Linked DNA regions of Arachis hypogaea: region 1 is linked to region 2. The links are chromatin contacts, called in public Hi-C maps. All regions are on one chromosome and are shown on one strand. Each heading gives the region's core, a stretch centred on a gene start, on an enhancer-like site or on the middle of the called end of the contact. The rest is flanking DNA. Distances are from core to core; before and after follow the strand shown. Region 1 holds the start of LOC140182320. Region 2 holds the start of LOC112775412 (pyruvate kinase isozyme A, chloroplastic).

Region 1 (7,053 bases), core at 1,988-4,487, 230 kb after region 2:
CCGAGAAGACTAGTGCGTAGGCGAGTTTTTCTAACCTCGGATAGCAAAGCTCGGCGTTCTGCAGTGACTTTCTCACGAAATAAACTGGCTGTTGTGCCTTCTCATTTTCTGCAACAAGGACAGAGCTAATTGCCATGTCAGTGATTGATAAATACAAGTATAACGGTTCTCTGAGCTTAGGCTTCTGTAAAACAGGGGGCTCAGAAAGAAATTGCTTTAAACTTTGAAAGGCGGTCTCACAATTTTCATCCCATCGAAAAGTGGTATTTTTTCGTAAACATTTAAAAAAAGCTAGGGATTTAGATGCTAAACATGGTAGAAATCTGGATAATGCCGCCAAACGCCCTGTTAATTGCTGCACTTCTTTAATGTTTGTGGGACTAGTCATATCAAGAATTGCTTGACATTTGTCCGGATTCGCTTCAATTCCTCGGCTAGTGAGGATAAAGCCAAGGAACTTGCCGCCTCGCACACCGAAAGCGCACTTCTCCGGATTAAGCCTCATATTATAAGCTCGAATTTGGCCAAAGATTTCAACAAGGTCGTCAACATGGGAATGGCCGACCTTTGTCTTGGCGACCATATCATCAACATATACTTCAATATTTCGGCCTATCTACTAGTCAAAGACCCTGTTCATCAGCCTCTGGTAAGTTGCACCTGCGTTCTTTAAGCTGAAAGGCATGACATTATAACAATAATTACCATACTCAGTTATAAAAGCTGTTTTCTCTTGGTCTGATGGATGCATGAAAATCTGGTTGTAACTAGAGTAAGCATCCATGAAACTCAAGGTACCATAACCACAAGAGTTATCTACTAAAGTGTCAATAGAAGGTAAAGGATATGCGTCTTTAGGACATGCTTTATTAAGATCGGTAAAGTCAACGCACATCCGCCATTTACCGTTGCTTTTCCTTACCATGACGACATTGGCTAACCAAGTCGTAAACCTGATTTTCCGGATAAAGTTTGCATTAATGAGCTTTTTGGCTTCGGCCATGGATGCCAGCCTTTTCTCGGTTCCGAGATTCCGTTTCTTCTGGGATACTGGTCGGGCCGCCGGGTTTATGGCCAATTTGTGAGTAATAACAGATGGATCTATGCCTGGCATGTCCCCTGATGTCCAAGCAAATAAATCGACGTTCTCGCGCAGGAAACGGATGAGCTTATCCTTCTCTTTGCTTTCGACGGAAGTTCCCACGAAAGTGAATTTCATAGGGTCGTCCGTCAGAAAAAGCTTTGTTAGGTCGTCGTTTGCTGTAGGACGATCTTGGAAGTCGACTCTGGGATCTAGTTCGGCTAATATTGGCTGCTCGGCGCTTATGGAGTTAACCCGCCGATCATTGCTTCTCTTGATAGGCTTGAGGCTTGTGTTATAGCAGTACCAAGCTTCCTGTAAGTCGCCGTGTATCGTAGCAACAACATTATTCTGCACAGGAAACTTTACACAAAGGTGGACTGTAGAAACAATTGCAGCAAATCGATTTAAAAAAGGTCGCCCGAGAATAAGGTTATAAGGGCTAAAACAGTCGACCACGAGATATTGAATATCTTGAGTTTTGGAAAGTGGTTGCTCACCGAGTGTGGTTTGTAACCACACTGAACCCATGACTGGAACCCGTTCTCCTAAAAATTCGACCAGATCCCCTACAGATGGCTGCAAAATGTTAGTACTTAATTTCATTTTCTCAAATGTAGCAAAAAATAATACGTCGGCGCTGCTGCCTGGGTCCAGCAGTACTTTCCGGACTATTAAGTCTCCTAATTGGATAGAGATGACAACAGGGTCATCCAAGTTTGTGTCAATGCAATTATAGTCGGCTGGACAGAAGGTCATCTCTGGGATGTCTTGTACGGGCTGAGCATTGTTGGTGGTATCCCCAACGGTCAACATGGCCCTGTACGTGCATTTTCTGGCCGAACTTGTGGGCCCACCTCCGGCATATCCTCCAGAGATGCAATTGATGATACCCCGTGGCTCAGCGGGGGATTTTTCTTTGTCCCTGGATGAGGACCCCATGGGAGATGGGTCCGTTGTAGGAATAGTCCTTTTCTGCATATGCCCTGCAATATATTTGTCAAGATGTCCTTGTCTTGCTAGGCGTTCAAGGAGGTCCTTTGCGATAACACATTCATCGGTTGTATGACCATACTTCTGATGAAATGTGCAATACTTGGATTTGTCAATATTCTTGGGTTCTGGGTAGCTGCCGGCCTTTCGAGGGGGTTTGATCAACTTGGAGTTCAGGATTTCCTTGATAATGTCATCTCTTTTGGCGTTAAACTGCGTATACGAGTCATATCGTGGGGTAGGCTTAAAACTTTTCTTGCTATCCCGAGGTTTATCGTCATCCTTTGTATTTGCCAACTTTTCAGCTTTCCTGGCTTGACGAAGTTCTTCAATATCTATTTGCCCCTTAGCTTTCTCACGAAATTCGGCTAGTGTCTTTGGCTTGGATACAGCGATGGTCTCCTGGAACTTCTCTGGGCGTAAGCCGCTTTTGATTGCATGTAAATGGACCTCGGGATGAAGGTTCGGAATTTTCATCGCTATCTTCGTGAAGTGGGTGATGTAGTCTTTCAGGCTTTCCTGAGGGCCTTGCTTAACAGTTGTTAAATAGTCGGAGCCGTGTAGATATATCGCCGATGCTGCAAAGTGATCCTCGAATTGCTTCGCCAGCTCCTGGAAACGTGAGATAGAATCCACAGGCAAAGAGCAAAACCAGTCAAGTGCAGGACCATCTAGAAAAGACGGAAAACATCGGCATAAAATAGGGTCGGATGCACCGTTAACGATCATAATAGATCGAAATTTTTTGACGTGTTGCTTCAGATCTCCCAGGCCATCATAGAGGGTTAACGTCGTAGGCAAGGTAAATTGCCTAGGAAGCTGAAAATTCATTATGTCAGCTGTGAATGGTCCCACAGAGTTGTCGGGTTCATTATCCTCGTCTTCAGGAGGAGCTTCATCATTACGAGGGCCACCACCTTCATCATCTTGGGGTGTTTCCGAGACATGCGTTGGTGTAGATTGTCGCTCATCATTGTCTCGTCGTCCATGGTGGTCGTTATTATGCTCGATACGAGCATTGACTAATTGCTCAATTTGTTGTTGCATCCTTTGATTTTCCTCCATCATACGTTGATTTGCCTCGGCCATTTGTTGGTTAGCTTGTTGAAGCTCGGTAACCATCCGAAGGAGCTCGGAAGGGGTGGGTGGTGGTGCATCAGCCATTGGAGCCTGTGAGAAATAAGCAAAGAAAGATCTTTAACTTCTCGGCTCCACGGTGGGCGCCAAATGTTCTTGCCTGGATATGGCCGAACTATAACTCGTTTCTTGGAAGCTATCAGCCGATCTCCTAGTACGTCACAATGAAGCTCGGCCGCCAAGTGAAGACAATGAGGGGAGCACCTGCAAAAAGCACTCCGACGCTCAAGTTAGTTTAAGAGAATAATTTAGGAAAAGTCTCTTTGTTTTTGAACCAACATACCTCGGCGAACTCCGATTATTCGTTTTTATAATTAAAAGATGATACTAATCGTTTAGGTATGAATTAATCGTGTTGTATGTAACCGACCAAGAACTTTATTGCCATAAAGTCGGCGGGGTAAATGCGCAGAAGTAACGTACCAATTAAAAAGGGGACTGCCGAACTATAACTCGTAACCGACGTATAACGGTAATATCACTTCCAAACCTTGCTATTAAGATGGAAGGTTTATCATCATTTTCTCTTATTAAATAGAAGCATTTATGTGAATAAGATCAGATTTACTATTTCTTGACACGGGCAACATACAATTTAATTCAATGGTCTACTTAATTATAGACGAGGTACACACTAGGCTTACAATTTATACAATGTACTTTCCTAAATATCACCATGTCTATATTCTGCAATTACAGCCTAATTAGGGAGAAAACTAACAAATTCTGTACGGCAAAAAGTTTTAACATATCTTGCGTATTGGGTGTCACTAATGTATACTATTTATTTTGTTAAAGAACTCGAAATAAAGTCCAATACAATAAAATTTGTTAATGGATAATGTTACAGGGCAACCCAATTTAATATTTTAGTGGGTAATTAATTAATAATATTTAAAAGTATAAATTAAAAGAAGATTCTATGGTGTTTACCAAAAAATTAATATAACATGTTGTCCTTATGTACCAATTGTTAAAGATTATTGGAGGCTATTTTTTTTAAATGAAAAAGAGAAAAGAAAGATTAAATTAAAGTAATATAATAAAAATTTTGAAAATTTTTTTAAATAAATAAATTAAATATTTTATTTATCAAAATATATTATTATAAAAATATTTATTAATTAATGTAATATTATTTATTCCATTTATATTAAAAATAAGATATATATACATATATTTTGTTTATACTATAAATAAAATAAATAAAATAATATAAACAAAATATTAAATATAGAAACATTTTTTGTGTGTGGTTAGTTTGAGTTTATTACTTATGTTAAGGTATTTCATCCATCCCATTTGTGGTTAGTTTGAATATTTTGAAAATGAAAATATAGAAACATTTTTTTTTTTGTGTGTGTGCGTGTGTTTGTATGAATAATCGGCACATTTTTGGGTTTGGGGAAGAGAGAGAATTGTTATCTAATCTTTTTATTGGGTCCAATGTTTAAACCAACGGAAACATTCTGTAATGGAAAAACGGGAAGGAATTTATTGATGTCAGCCCACTAAATAGCCCAGATAACTGCTAACATAATTAACCCATATTTGCTTCAACCCATAGATGCTAAGTTGAATACCTTTTTTTTTTTCTGTTTGGTAAGTAATATTTTTAGTCTATCCAATATTTTTCAAAATTTTTAAAATTGACTTCAACCTTTTATGACAAAAAAAAAAAAAAAGCTTCAACATTTAAGGGTGTGTTAGAGCACTACAAGACTTAGTTTAGTAGCAACTATGTTTGCTTTGGTGTGCACCGAGTTCAAATCTTAATTATGAGTAGGAAGTTAATATACAGAACCACAGAGAAGGGAAGGGGATGTGTATGCGTAAGGGTGTAAATTGACCAAAAAAAAGTTGTTAGAGAACACCGCTGAAAGATTATATTTACTTCAATAATTTTTATTTGTATGATTACTTTCTAAAATAATCGATTATTATTGACAACCAATTTATGTTTTGAATGTATGCGGTATAACAAGTATAAAGTATTAGCATGTATCTTGCATGAGAAAAATGAAAATTCCGTAATTTAATATCGATCTTTAACTTCAAATTTAATTCTTTCATCATCCATGTAATTAACATTAATATTTATAATAATTTATGCTAACTTATTATAGTCTTTAAATATCTTCCATGACAGTCTTGTATGGTAGAACATGATGAATTTTAAATAGAACAATGTTACATAGTCAGTAAATATTATTATTTTTTATCAATATTTAATTAGTAATAATTTATATCAATATTTACAAATATTTTATATATAAAAAAATAATTTATATCTATATTTACGAAAATTTTATACATAAATTAATATAATTTATATCCATATTTTTTAGAATTTATATATATAAATTAATAAAATTTATTTGTTAAAAATAATTTAATAATTATACTAACTAGATGATGACTAAAAATTGTTAGTCTAAAATTTTTTCTTCTAAATATTAATTTTTATCTTTTTATTATCCCATTTGATAGAATAAATGATAACTTGCCGTAAAAATAAGTCAATAGTTAAAAAATAGATAAAAAAATTAATTATTAGATATATTATCTTTATATTTGTAAGTACAGATATCTATATATGTCATGTATTTAATAATGACTTCTTGATCATAAATATATTCTATTATTTTCCATTCATTACTTTTTTTTTTTTATTTTATGATAAAATTATTATATCTATCTGTTTATATTACTTTATCTTTTACTCTCTCCTCCAGTGTCCCTAACAAAAAAAAAAAAAAAAAATCTTGAAATTACCCTTATGTTTACCAAATATATAGTCTTATATTACATTTTCAAGAAATATTTTCTACATATTTCTGTTAATGATAGTATTAAATTTTACGATCATAGTATATATACAAAAAATTAACCATCACATATAAAAATATATACTTAATAAATCATAAATTTTTTTTTGATATATTACTGTAAATAAATTTAATTATTAATTTATTATAAATCTAAATATTTTACTTTCTCGTAGCAAATAATTATTTATTTGAAAAAAAATTTGAATTAATATATATAAATATATAAAATACAGAATAATTAATTTTTAGTGTACATATAATATTTTTGTAATTGTGAATAGCCTATACTTTTTCATGGAATAGCAAAACAGATTTACTTCCTATTTTCAAAATTATAATCTCCACTTACATAATCCATCATTTTTGTGAGACTATCCATTAAATTAGTTTAATCAGTTTTCTATTCTTATTTTATATTTAATTTTTTATCATCTGTTTTATTTTAAAACAGAGAATATCTTGTGAAAAAAGAAATTTTATATCCTTTCAAATAAAAAACTAACATTAAAATAATTTCAATCACGAATCGAAATAGAATATACCATATTATCAGGTGCATAAAGAGATAATAGCATTTTAATTAAAGATATTTCGTAAAAAAGCTACAACAATTACAATCGTCCAACATTTATCAACCACTACTATTAATAATAGAACGCCAATGACGACGTTACTATAAGAAAAATGTTGAGTATCATTGGATTTATTGTTACAGAGTAGTAGTGAATTTATCATTGCATGTACTGGCAGTAACGATGTTGAATTCATAAGGTTAACTAATTACTGGCAGATTATGCTTTCCGACGGTAAAATTTGGAGGGAAAATAAATTAAATTGGCGTGTCCTTTACCGTCGAATAAATCCGACAGTAACATCAATTAGTGAAACATTGCGTTTTGGTGTCCCGCAATGGGTTACCATCGAAATTTTCCGACGATAAAGGGACGTAAATTCAAATCACGAACCCTCTTCCCCCTCATTCGAAACCATCACCACCATCCCCCCCCCTCT
Region 2 (6,366 bases), core at 1,118-3,617:
ATTGATGCAAAATTAATTTATCAACAGCCACTCAAATTAAATTGGGGCAAGGGAGAAGAACGAACCAGAGAGAGGGGAGATGGGGCGATCGGCAACGCACAACAGGGCAAGGGCAAGGGGGAAGGCTGCCGACGACGACACCGGGACGGATGGTTGGGGCGACCGCCGACGACGTCACGGACGTGCACAGAGGAAGGAGAAGACTTGGACGACCCCTTTTACTTTACCTTCGCGCGCGGGAGCTACACGGCGGAGGGAGGAGATCGGTGACGGGGAATAACGACGACACGGACGTGGTGGCTGGAATTGACGGAGGAAAGAGTCACGACGGCGGGGGAAGGAGACCAGTGATTGGCGCCTTTGCTCTGCTGGGTTCACGCGAAAAGGGTGAAGGTTAATGGCGCCGTAATATTTTGGTTGGGGGTATTTTAATGAAACAAAGCCCCCTCTCCAAGGTTATTGGCTGCGGTTGGGCCGTAAACAGCCACCAAATCCGATCAATTGGAGCGGAGTCTGATTACGCAACAAGAACCGCAGTAATCAAGTGGATTTGCGGCGTTTTGGAAAAACGCTGGCAATTCTCCGCTGCTAAGTCCCGTCTCTTTTTTATATATTTTTATTATTTTTTGTTTATATAAATTTTTTTCTATTGTTTATTGTACTATATTTATGTTGTGTATACAATTTTTTATTTTTTTATTTAGTTTTTTTCGTATAAATTTTATTTACTTCTATAATATAATATTTATTAAATCCTCTAAACTCGTTGAAGGATTTACGAACACTCTAACCTTCTTTTTATTACTGAACATTACACCCTCACATGTGTTTTCATCAATTTTTTTTGGTGATGAACTAGCAAAAATACACTCTCAACCATCTCCCCAAAACCCTCAACTCAACTATGGCTCAATATACATTGTTCTCGTTTATTTATAGCCTCTTTTAGCACATAAATCGTTTCATGGTCATGAGCTTTGTGTTTTTAAATGTAAATCATTCCACCCTAATGTGCTTTACCACAGTAACACATAAATCGTGCTAGGACAATGAGCTTTAGGATAAGAAGACGTAATTCATGGTGGTCTAGGACAATTTATATACATTTTGTAACACACAAAGATCTGGGACGATCTATGTGTTTTTGAGCAATGCATTTCATGCATAAATCTTCCGGTAACATAATTCATATATTATTTAAAACACAAAAGGTTAGGACGATTTATATATTATATAATTTAGGAGAATTATGTTTTCAAAATCCATTTAAGGGAATCAGGTAATTTGATTCTCGTATTAATTTATTTAAATAAAAAAGCTTAAGGTTTCTGAGTTTCGGTTTTGCAATCAAATTATGGCATCCATCGAAAAATCATATAATTTGGATTTAAGCTTTCATTTCCCATAATGAACGCTCAGATCCTTGCTCTTAGCTACTCCAAATTTGGGGACTACAACATAGTCAAGAATAAGATTCTCTCCTTAAAAGAAACTGCCAAAATAAAAATAACCACTAAATTTTTTTGAATTTGAACCTAAATTGTTTCTTCCAAAAGCTTAAGTAATTCAACTAAAAATATACAAATGATTCTATATCCAATACTTACATCAAATTTGTTCATCTCTACAAACATCTCTAGCAAGAGTAGTTTTTCCTAAGCCACCAATTTCAAAAATTCCGACAACCCAGAATCAAACAAGGAAAAAGAGCGCCTAAGAGAGGAAATTAAAGGAGAATCGCGCCGCGCCGGAGACAGAGGAATGAGATTCGCGTCACGTCAGAGAGAGAGAGAGAGGGGGAGGGAGAATCGGATGTTCATCTTTGAATTTGGATCCTCTAAATTTTGAATTTTTACTTTAGAGAGTAAAAATTGATCTCTCACCCTTGAATGGTTAATCGGATGTTCATCTTTGAATTTGGATCCTCTAACTTTAGAATTTTTACTTTAGAGAATAAAATTTGATCTCTCACCCTTGAATGATTTCTCTTTCATATTTTCTCTTGTCTCACCTATAAAATAAATAGTGAGAGATCACACTTCTCCCTCTAAAGTAAAATTCAAAATTTAGAAGATCTAAATTACATCATCTTTCTAACTTTTCTATATTTACAAGAATTTAATTTTAAAGTATTAATAATGATTTTACATAATTTTCTAATTATATTTTTTTCGATAATTATTTACCTAATCAAAATAAAAAGTAATTATTTTTATTAATATATTATTAATGCATATTTTACAAAAATCGTTTATTAAAATTAAATTCTTTTTACAAGAGAATATTGACCGTGGAACACAGTAATTAGTCCCTAGCTGGACTGCTGGAGTTTGTAACATGGATAAAATACCCAAAGAAACAGTGAATTTGAGGTATTGGATAAACAACAAAGTTACAAATCACAACTCACATGTGATTGTGTCGTCGATTTTGATTCGGAGGGCGATAACTCCCACACTCTACTCTCTACACTCTACTTCGGTCTCTCCGCCCCCCAAGAAAAAGATACTCTTCTCTCTCTACCGGAACCGTAACCGTCCCCGCCACAGCCACCATGTCACACTCCCTCCAGCTCTTCGCCCCACCGCTACCACCGCCACTCTCTTCCACTCGCCAAACTCCTCTCCACACCACTCCCCACCTCTCCCTCCTCCCCCGCCGCTCTCCCCACCTCCAATTCTCCCTCCGCGCCTCCTCCGACCCCTCCGTCATCGTCTCCGACAGCAATGGCGTCGCAATGTCCCCCTCATCCGGCACCTCCGATCTGAGCTCGATCGAGGGGGACGCCGTGACGGAGGCAGAGCTCCGGGAGAACGGGTTCCGAAGCACGCGGAGGACGAAGATAGTGTGCACCATTGGGCCCGCGACGTGCGGTTTCTCGGAGCTTGAGGCTCTGGCGGTTGGGGGAATGAACGTGGCGAGGATCAACATGTGCCACGGCACGAGGGAGTGGCACAAGGGGGTCATCGATCGCGTCAGGAGGCTCAACCACGAGAAAGGCTTCGCCGTCGCCATCATGATGGACACTGAAGGCAGCGAGATTCACATGGGTGATCTTGGTGGTGCTTCCTCTGCTAAAGCTGAGGTATATATCTTTATATCTTTTGCATGGTTCTACTTCTGTTAGCGAGTTCTTACTTAAAAAACAAAAAGAATGATTTTTTTGTTACCTATATGTTATTTTATTCTTTTGATTAATCACAATTGTGGGTTACATTTTACTCCCCCATGTCCAAAGGAAACTCCCCCTTTGTATTAGGAAGGAATTTAAATCCTAAAGAAAATGATTTCTATACTGAAAGATCGCTTTCCTCAAAAGGAAAAAAAAATGTTTTTTTAACTTTTGAATGGAAGTTGATATGAATAATTTATCTGGAAAGCGATATCTTTTTGGAAAGAGTTTCAAAATGATTCATATGAGCATGTTTTCTGCCTCTATATGTAAACTCTGCATAGTATGGGTGCAAATTATACTGATTATCTTTGCATTCCTGTGTGCAAAAATTGATAGAATGTTAAAAGGTCAATTGTTTCAAAAAATCATTGTTCTTCTGGAATTTATTTTATTATAATTATTAGTTTTTTTAGTTTGAAGATATCACTTTTTAATCAACTTAGTCTTAAAGAAAGTACCCTTAATCTCTTTGACTGCTTTTCTGGACAATTGTTGGAAGCTTTTCTCGAGCTATTTTGCAGTATTATTAAATAATTATCATATTTTACTTCCACAATGGGTTGGTCTTGCTGGTAAATAACCTTCATTCAAAATACAAAGTTAAATCCAAGAGAAACATCTTTTGTTGCGAGATTACATGAGGCTCATGTTCTTCTTGTTGAAAGAATATTAGTCATGTAGACAATTTATCAACATTACAATGTGTGTATAAATTACTTAGTCAGAGAAGTAATGCCATATAAATTACTCGTCTGTCTTGTAAAGTTTCAGGTTAATACTTTTTTTCTCAACATTACAATGTGTGTAATTTGTGCAGCTTTGATTAATACAAACTTAAACAGTTTCATAAACCTTGTTGTTTATGGATCTACTTCAAATGATGAGTTGTTGTCATGTGCTTTGAATATTCTCTTGCAGGATGGTGAGGTATGGACTTTCAGTGTAAGAGCCTTTAATTCAACTCTTCCGGAACACACCATCAATGTGAACTACGATGGTTTTGCTGAAGGTTAATATTTCTGAATAAACTCTATACATTTAGTTTCTTTTGAGGAATTGTGTTTCTGGTTTTATTTGTCAACTGCTGCTGAAGTTGTTAGTTCATTCCTTCTAAAATATGATCTACCAGATGTTAGAGTGGGCGATGAACTTGTAGTTGATGGAGGAATGGTTAGGTTTGAGGTGATTGAAAAGATAGGCCCAGATGTCAAGTGCCTTTGTACAGATCCTGGGCTGTTGCTGCCAAGAGCCAATTTGACATTCTGGAGGAATGGCAGTCTAGTACGTGAAAGGAATGCCATGCTACCAACAATTTCTTCAAAGGTTCTCAATTCTTTAGCCTTCTCACATTGGTTGTTTTACTTATTTGCTTGGTTTTAATCGGAATGATGGAAAAACACATGGTTCATGGAATAAGAACACTTATATTATTCACATTCACAGTTGGAAGCAATAAGTGGATATAGGCCTGTCGAAGTTTTGCAACTATTACTTTAGGAAGACCATACAAAATTTTGATGTTTGTTTGGCTAATTGACCCAGACAATAAAAGTCTTCAAATTGTTTGCTGACTCTTTAATTTATAAAAGGGTTCAAATTCTAATCTTGTTAGTGATATAGTTCTTTTCCTTTGATCTGTTCCATAAAATGGACATCAATTCCACTCCTTGAACGCTTCAGCTCTTGCCTGGATAACATTCTTATTGGTATCTTCTGAGCTACTTGCCACATGTATAATTTTCAGCAGTTTACAAGAATGAAATACTTTGAGCGCTAAAGTAATCTTGTTATAACCTTCTCCTAAGAAATTTTTGTTGATACCACTGTGATTCTTTAATATAGTTATGCTTGTCTTTTTGCATATGTGAGTAGCATTAATTTTCATTAAGTAGCTAGAATTTGTTCCCTTGTCTTGACTGATATATGAAGTTATGAATCATCCAGTTCTTATTCCTGCACTACTTTTCTTCCCATTTTTTTTCCTTAGTGCAAAAATTTATTCTGGAGCATTTGAAAATATATTACAATTTGGTTGTGATGATTATAAGTTTATTGATAAGTCAGTTTCTTTTTCTATAGGGGGTTTTCAAAATCGATTATTTCCTTAAAATTAATCAAATTCAACTGCTCCACAAGATCAAATTGACTAGTGAATGCTACATGGCACTACTATTCCCCATATAATATAAGCCTTGAAGGAAACATCTTCACTGTGGTTAGGTTCATATCTATTCAAGTTAATTAGAAAGTGGTGCTTAAGGTCATAGTAACTTTGAACCATGTGATGCATTGTGTGGTGGGATCTACAATTCTACATTTCCATTATCATATTTTTCTTTTTTAGGTTTTATGATTTTAACTGTTCATATTGAATTTCAGATTATTGGATTTTTCATGATAAATTTCCTTGGATCAGAAAGTCTCCATACCTATTTATATTAATTTTCATTTTTCTAATTCTTCACGATTTTCAATGTCCAGGATTGGTTAGACATTGATTTTGGTATTGCTGAGGGCGTTGATTTTATTGCTATTTCATTTGTCAAGTCTGCTGAAGTTATTAAGCATCTTAAAAGTTATATTGCTGCACGATCTCGTGATAGGTATGTATTGAGGAAATTTTAAACCTGATACAAATGTATATTATTATCGTATACAAGTGACAAGTAGGATATCACTTATTTACCTGTTTGGGTTTCTTTTTACCTTTGGTCTTTGTGTGACAAAATGATTTTATTATTGTTTGTGCTTTACTTCTCTTTGTCTTAGGAATAGCTATGAACTACATTTCATAAAATGTTTGAGAAAAAGAAAAATGAAAAAAAGCTATTGATCTCGTCCAATACTTAATTGCATGCTTGCAGGCTTGCAGTGTGTATCTGTATATTTTAATATCAAACATGTGGGGGATTTATTCTGTCTATGTAATTGAATATTACAGTTGTTCAACTAAAAGAGAGAGAGAATATATTTACGGGTGTATAAAATTAATGCAAAGCTTGGACAGAAACAGAGGATTTTTAGACTGTTTCTGTTAGAATAGGATATCACATTTTTGTGAAGTTACACCAGCAAGTAGGTAGAAGATTGTGTATGTCTGCGTGCATGTGCAATGTGCCCTCATTGCCTCATCCACTGTTTAGTTTTTGACTTTCATACAACATGGAATGTGCTAAACTCGGCCTTATCAA

What was found. A called contact is a pair of places that touch in the nucleus more often than the background predicts.
Region 1: a contact with region 2 is called in a Hi-C map of leaf, with 3 times the contacts expected there. The contact joins the promoter of LOC140182320 here to the promoter of LOC112775412 in region 2. A contact is called at or near these places in 4 of 8 Hi-C or Micro-C datasets (leaf and an unstated tissue).

Annotation. Positions count from the first base shown.
Region 1 is chr19:115,350,136-115,357,188 of arahy.Tifrunner.gnm2.J5K5, forward strand. It overlaps LOC140182320, which reads right to left and starts at 3,238. Exons shown (of 1, transcript XM_072228482.1): 1 at 620-3,238. The coding sequence starts at 3,238. The coding sequence ends at 620.
Region 2 is chr19:115,122,300-115,128,665 of arahy.Tifrunner.gnm2.J5K5, forward strand. LOC112775412 (pyruvate kinase isozyme A, chloroplastic) reads left to right here and starts at 2,368. Exons shown (of 6, transcript XM_025819005.3): 1 at 2,368-3,085; 2 at 4,094-4,184; 3 at 4,305-4,498; 4 at 5,657-5,778. The coding sequence starts at 2,555. LOC112778638 reads right to left here and starts at 584. Exons shown (of 12, transcript XM_072228786.1): 1 at 66-584.